Regions from separate parts of the Mus musculus genome. Here region 2 is linked to region 1. The links are chromatin contacts, called in public Micro-C maps. All regions are on one chromosome and are shown on one strand. Each heading gives the region's core, a stretch centred on a gene start, on an enhancer-like site or on the middle of the called end of the contact. The rest is flanking DNA. Distances are from core to core; before and after follow the strand shown. Region 1 has its middle 25 kb from the start of 9530068E07Rik. Region 2 overlaps Gm30366 (a long non-coding RNA gene).

The links. A called contact is a pair of places that touch in the nucleus more often than the background predicts.
Region 2: a Micro-C map of embryonic stem cells shows a contact between it and region 1, with 3 times the contacts expected there. The contact joins two enhancer-like sites. A contact is called at or near these places in 6 of 15 datasets of contacts at CTCF or cohesin (CD8 T cells, the NIH/3T3 cell line, embryonic stem cells and 1 more), 74 of 484 Hi-C or Micro-C datasets (the AML12 cell line, the AtT-20 cell line, B cells and 31 more) and 3 of 115 datasets of contacts at active chromatin or transcription factors (all in embryonic stem cells).

Annotation. Positions count from the first base shown.
Region 1 is chr11:52,419,649-52,422,811 of GRCm38.p6, forward strand. No RefSeq gene overlaps it. Among named protein-coding and RNA genes, the nearest start is that of 9530068E07Rik, 25 kb to the left of the region's middle. Within about 2 kb of position 1,568, at least 3 of the 459 cell types and tissues checked have an H3K27ac peak or open chromatin away from gene starts, as enhancers often do.
Region 2 is chr11:52,621,368-52,624,530 of GRCm38.p6, forward strand. All of the region lies in intron 1 of Gm30366 (a long non-coding RNA gene), which reads left to right. Among named protein-coding and RNA genes, the nearest start is that of Gm30366, 43 kb to the left of the region's middle. Within about 2 kb of position 1,699, at least 2 of the 459 cell types and tissues checked have an H3K27ac peak or open chromatin away from gene starts, as enhancers often do.

The DNA of each region.
Region 1 (3,163 bases), core at 318-2,817:
GATCCCCTAGGGCTGGCATTGCACATGAGCCACCTGGCTTGGGCCCTGGGAACCACACTCGGATCTTCTGCCGGAGCAGTACATGCCTCTAACCACTGAGCCATCTAGACCCCAGTGGGTAGGTTTCTAAGAAGTAGAAAGGGGTAGCTCTCTTTTTTTTTTGTGTCCTGAGCCCACTCACACTGGGACAGGAAATGGCATCGGGCCTGTGGTTCTTGTGCCTTTCTTTTCTCTGAAATTTCAGTTTCTGTTGAAGGGGGCAGGGGTCTCTGAGCAGTCCTTTGCCTCAGGCTCCAGGAAACTGCTAGGTTTGCAGAAACACGTGCTTGGCTTCTTCACTGTACCTTGTACGTACACCCCTGCCTTTCTTCCCTGGTCATGGTCTTTGAGCCCTTTGACTCTGGTATAAAAAAGGAAAAGCAGGCAGAGCTGTCATCTCAGAGTTGTTTTGGCCACAGCGGTGGATAAACCGTCAGTGTGGAACACACCTTGGTCATCCCTTGCCCGGCTGCCCATCCTTGCTCTCCGTGTCTCCTGCTGTGTCACCCAGCCCTCTCCATCACTAGGGGCAGGATGGTGTTAATATACACAGTGCCGTCCATGGGTGGGCTTAGATTTATCAGAAAACAGCTATTTATTTCTAGGGAGAAAGTATCTGTAAAAGGATAACCAGGATTATTGAAGATGACAGGGGCTCATGCATTAAAATTAAAGAAAAAAATCAGGTCTGGAGATTTCATCCCCAAAGCCTCTAAGTACAAATATCTGGACCTGGTGGAGTGTTGTGATTTCAGGATAGAACGGGTAACTGAACAGAGAGACCAGCATTGGCTCTACGAAGACAGAGAAAACTTTACCCAGAGTTCCAAGAGGCCGTGACCCGGGTGACGGCTGTAAGGCAAACTTCTCTCAGCACAGTGGGCATGGGTGCTGGCTTTGGAGAAGAACAGTGTTTTATTCATTGGCTTGGTGCATAAATCAAGGGAGCTGTTTGATATTGCCCACTAAAGCTCACCGGAAGGAAAAGAATCTGAGACTTCAGAGGGGGTGGGGAGAGATGGGGCAAGGCTTGAGATTTTTCAGACGCTTCCCCAGAAAAGGGAGAAGGGGGAAGGGGCTGGGGGCAGTTCCTAAATGTCTTGGGCTGGGGGAAGGTGTCAGCCAGTACTGGCCATGTGTACCTGACGTGTTTTTACAGCCTAGAGGTGACACTCGTAGTTAATGATTGTGCCCTAGTGGGCCTCTTTCCTGACTTGTCCTCTTGGCCCGCTTCTCTCTTTTGACGCAGCGAGAGGCACTTTTGATGTAATTGGGCCTTGAAACACCACTGTAATCACTTTGTGAGCTCCTTCAGCTTATTTTTAATTACAAGGTCTATTGCATTGTTAAATTATTAACTCTTGTCAATTACTTCTCGTGGTGTTTTCTTATCTCGATGGAGCCGAAAACAGCGAGGTCTTGGTGGCTCATTTGAGATTCAGCCCCTGTAGCTTAAGGCCAGTCAGGGGAGCTGGTGTCTCAGCGTGGGAGCCTTTGGGACTGCAGAGTCTGTTCTGGGAAATAGGCGGCAGGGCTGGCTAGAGCTAGCCCTGGAAGGGGAGGGGCCCACAGGGTATAGGCAACAGCTTCCCCATCCACCTCTAAGCAGAGACCATGCACATTTTCTTCAAACAAAAGTGGCACGTGTCCTTTTGGCTCCTCTGCCCAGGCTCAGACACTCTTCCCTTCAGGCTCGCCTGATCCTGGCCATTTCCCAAGCCTGGTCCAGGATCTCTTTCTCCTCGCCCTTCTCAGCTCAAACTCCATTGTCCCTTCTCTGATGCTCATGAGCGTTCATGACAAATAACTAAACAACAAACACTGAGCGCCTACTTGTGTAGTTGTCTAATGTCCACAAATACAGGTTCTCCTTGTCGTGTTAAGTTTGTCCAGCAGAGGGCAGTGTGACTACACCACAGAGCACACTTTCTCTATTTTTTTTTTTTTTTAGCATTTCCACCAGATCCTGGAATTGCTACTGGCTTTGACAGGGAACCCAAGTCTACACAGACAGGAGCTCAGAAGGAACCCCCACCTCCATCCTCACTTGCCCCAAACCTGGCATAAGCTTGGGATCCATCAATGTCCCTCAATTTGTCTTGAGTTCAGGCAGTGTTGTCCATGGCTCCACCGAGGGTGAAGGACAACTGTGGACTTGAACGTTGGTTTGGCCTCAGCTGATGATGTTGACCGACTTCATCAAGGGGACTTGGGGACTGCTTCCTTAGTGTGGTGGTTTGAATATGCTTGGCACATAGGGAGTGGTACTGTTAGGTGGTGTGACCTTTTTGGAGGAAGTGTGTCACTGTAAGGGTGGGCTTTGAGAGCCTCCTCCTAGCTGCCTGGGACACGGTCTTCTTCTGGTTGCCTTTAGAATAAGATGTAGAATCTCCAGCTCCTACAGTGCCATGCTTGTCATGTTTCCTGCCTTGATGATAACGGACTGAACCTCTGAACCAGTAAGTCAACCCCAATTAAATGTTGTCCTTTATAAGAGTTGCTTTGGTCATGGTGACTCTTCACAGCAATGCAGACCCTAAGTAAGACACTTAGAGATACACAGGGAGCCAGCAACCTGGCCAGAATCAAAGACTGAGAATGTGCCTAACCCCATGTGACCTTGGCACTGTGGCTTAGGGACAGGCATTTTGGGTGGCTGGGTCAGCGGGCAAGTCTAGGATGGCTAGGGTTGGTGAGGCTTGAAGCCCATGGGACAGTTCTGCCCTTTCCTAGAGCTGGGGATCCACAGTGCCCAGGTGCCATTTTAGAGATGAAGGGAATGAGTGTTGTTGGAATGTGGTGGTACCAGGTTCTGGCCACTCCGACCTGTGGGGAGGAGGCAGGACTCCGTATGACTGCCCTGTTCCCACCGGGTTCCAGGTGTGGGTCTGTGTGACAACATTGGAGCCTGTTCAGACTCTGAAGGCTGATGTATTTTTCCATGGGGAGAGGTTTTTGGTATCTGGGCCTGGGCAAAGATAATCTTGGCAAAGATAGCAGCAGTAGGGGGAGGAAGAGACATTTTTTTTTTCTTTAGCAGTATAGCTGCTGTAAGATGCCTGTGCACATAGAAATAACCCCTCACTCATGTTCTTGTAAATAACACCCATTAAACTTATTGTGT
Region 2 (3,163 bases), core at 449-2,948, 200 kb after region 1:
GAAACTTTCTGCTCAGGAGCAGAAGAAATGGACATTGTAATGACAGATCTCAGCCCACACGCCCCTAGGTCTTGACTTGACTGGACCAAATAGTTACAGAATCCTACCTGTTCTCTGCTTACTAGAGAGATGGAGAGATGGTCTGATGAGAAAAAAAGGCCCAGGAATTTAGCTCAGTGCTCTGAGAGATAGCATTCTCTCTCCTTTGGGAGGGATCAAAGAATTGTGGAATCCTGGTGGCAATTGGTGGCCATTTTGTGATCACAAGGGAAGCTGCTGTGGAAACAGCACATAGTGGGTACTGAGGAAACAGCACTTAGTGGGTGGGCACAGCAGAGGAGACCACAGGGGATGGAGCCAGGTGCTCTGAACAGACGGGACTGTAGTCTCCTGTACTCAAGCCAATTCGAGTATACTCTTTCCAAACTCTTGAATTGAGTACTTTCTGATCCTCAAGGCCAGGACAAGTTAGTTTCTGAGGATCATCTTAGTTCTAGAAGTCTCCATTCAACCTGACGTCTCTATAACCTGGGACCAAAGCTGCCAAGGGGCTACCTAGTCCCTGGTCACAGGCGCCATATTAGTCACTTGGCTATGACAAAACTCTTGACAAGAAGCAACTTAAATCAATGAAAGGTTCTCTTCAGTTTATGGTTTCAGAGGTCATGGCAGTCCATCATGGGGGATGAAGGCATGGCAGGGACCAGTTAGATCCCCACAGTGACCTACTTCTTCCTCTATTAGAGTCTGCCTTGTTAGCAACCTTCACAAATACCACCACCACCTTCTGGGGACCAAGTGTTAGGACACAGGAGCCTGCGGAGGACCGCTCACTCAAAGGACAGGCAGTCTGTGTGGGAACCTTTCTCTACCAAGTTCTAGGAACTGTTGCTCATGGCTCTCACATGTGGCCAGGAGGGCCTACCAGATCCTGTTTCCTGGACTCAAGGACTCTTCCTCTACTTAGAGACCCAGGTTGCCTGCCCAGAGGCTGATATCCTGACCTGGCACCTGCTTAATTTAGTTCTGAGAGTCCTTTAAAATCACAGGGTGGCAAGGCTGGGGTAGGTGGGTGGGTGGGGGCTCTTTGCATTGTCAAACACTTGGACTAGAAGCTAATCTTACCTGTAGTACAGGGTTAAAAGCTGGTCTCGATCTGGAAGCATCTGGCTTGAAGATTTAGGTTTGCTTTTTGTTTTCAAATGATCTCTGGACTAGAGAGTACTAGGGCCCCAAGAAAGCACTCTGTTTCCGAATTGTATTCTTGCCTCCCCAAGTCAATTATGGGAAAGCCACCGAGCTCACTCTGATACTTATGATTGCACAGCTCCTAAGCCCCATGCACCAGGGGAAGCCAAACAAATATGCTTCTGTTTTACAGATCCTTAGACATTTCCACAAAGGCTCCCTTAACTGTCTCTGACAGTAAGAAAATTAATAGATGAAGCTGACAGTGTGTAAAATGACTGTGTGTGTGTGTGGAGGTCTCTGAGGATAACATCACGTCTTCACTAGAAATGGCTGGTATGATGGGGATTCTAGCAGTGTTGGGAGATGGATGGGTGGAAAACCTGCCATGGGTTAAACGCTATCATTATGGGCTCTTTCGATCAGGAAATAGCTGTGGAGTACCTGCTTCCTGTGGAACACTGGCAAGGTAGCCAGGAATGCAGGCCAGTGGTGGTTGTAACAGTTCTTTGATCTTGAAGAGCTGCCCACTCACAGCAGGAAGAGAAGGGGCACACACTCAAAGGTGTTCTGTGTTCTAAGAAGCATGGAAGGAGGAAACGCTAGTTGGAAACCTGGGCTTTCTCAGGGGAAAGGGACTTGAATCAGACTTCAAAGGAAATGAACAAATCATTATTTGGAATGGAATTATGTATTATTGAATGAGCCTTGAGGCAGCCATTCATTGGCCAGGGCTTGGAGGTTTTATTTACTGAGAATGTTGAAATAAAATTTATTATAACAAGAATTGGCCTGGCCTGTATTTGTCCTATATTTAAAACATGTAATTTTTCACAGTAACAGCGGAGAACATGAAATTTAAATGTGGGCTTCTTTATGGAGTCTAGGAAATGGCTTCTTCCTGGATGGAATTGCAGTATTGACTGTGTTAGGTTTGCAGGTGATTGAGCAAATAGTATTTTCTATTTGATCTTATTATATTTTAATCACATGGCAAGAAATGTCAGAATTGTACAAAATGAGAAACTTCACAAGCTCGTATTTCACGATACAGCCGATTTGTAGAGAGCTTTGGAAGGGACCTCGCTTGCATTGATTTGCTGTGGTGATCAATTGTGGCTTAGTACTAATGGGATGGTATGGGACCAGCTTCCTCCACGCTGAGCCTGAAGGTCACTTCTCCACATCCCCCTGCCTGGAGCCTGCCACGCTGCTCTGTTTTATGCTGTGACTTGAGTCTGAAGGTCACTGGGTGAAATACCACCTACCTCTGCCTTGCTAACACATCAAACCATCATGGCTGAACAAATATTGCCCTTGGGCCAAGCCATATATCGAGATACCCATTTTTCTTGCTTTTCTTTTTTTTTACTCTCTCTAGGTTTTCCCTCTCTGTCTTCTTCCCAATCTAGGCTCAGGGTTTTGTTGTCTCCATGAGACAGCATGGTCAGGCTAAAGTAAGCCCTTGCCTGAGTTACTGGCTTTTGTTTCTGGAAAGTCCAAACTCTTCCCATTAGAATGGAATTTATGCACAGGCAAAAGTCACAGAATTTCCTCAGAGATCCCACTGTCTGGGAACCTGAAGGGAGATGCCGAGCCCCAGGGACAGTGTTAACACTAGAAATGGGGCTGTAGCTTCAGGATATCATGTCTCTTTATGATGGTGTGGAGATAGAGAGGCCACAAAGATGTCCCTGGCCCATGAGAGGTTCCTGGAAAATAGAGATTCTATCCATTTCATATAGTTCTGTTGAGACTGGGGGTGCAGAGGAGATCATTGTGGCAGAAACTTGTCCTCATAGGGGAATTCTCACAAGCAGGAGCCAGGAATCCCAAACTGCTAGCTGTTGTACCCTGTGATGACCCTTTGACCAGGTCTGGACTTTCCTACATCCTTATTAGAGAGACCCTGATTTGCACGGTAGAGGGGGCTCAACTAGAAATCACACACTACAGTGGCTCACACAAAATGTTC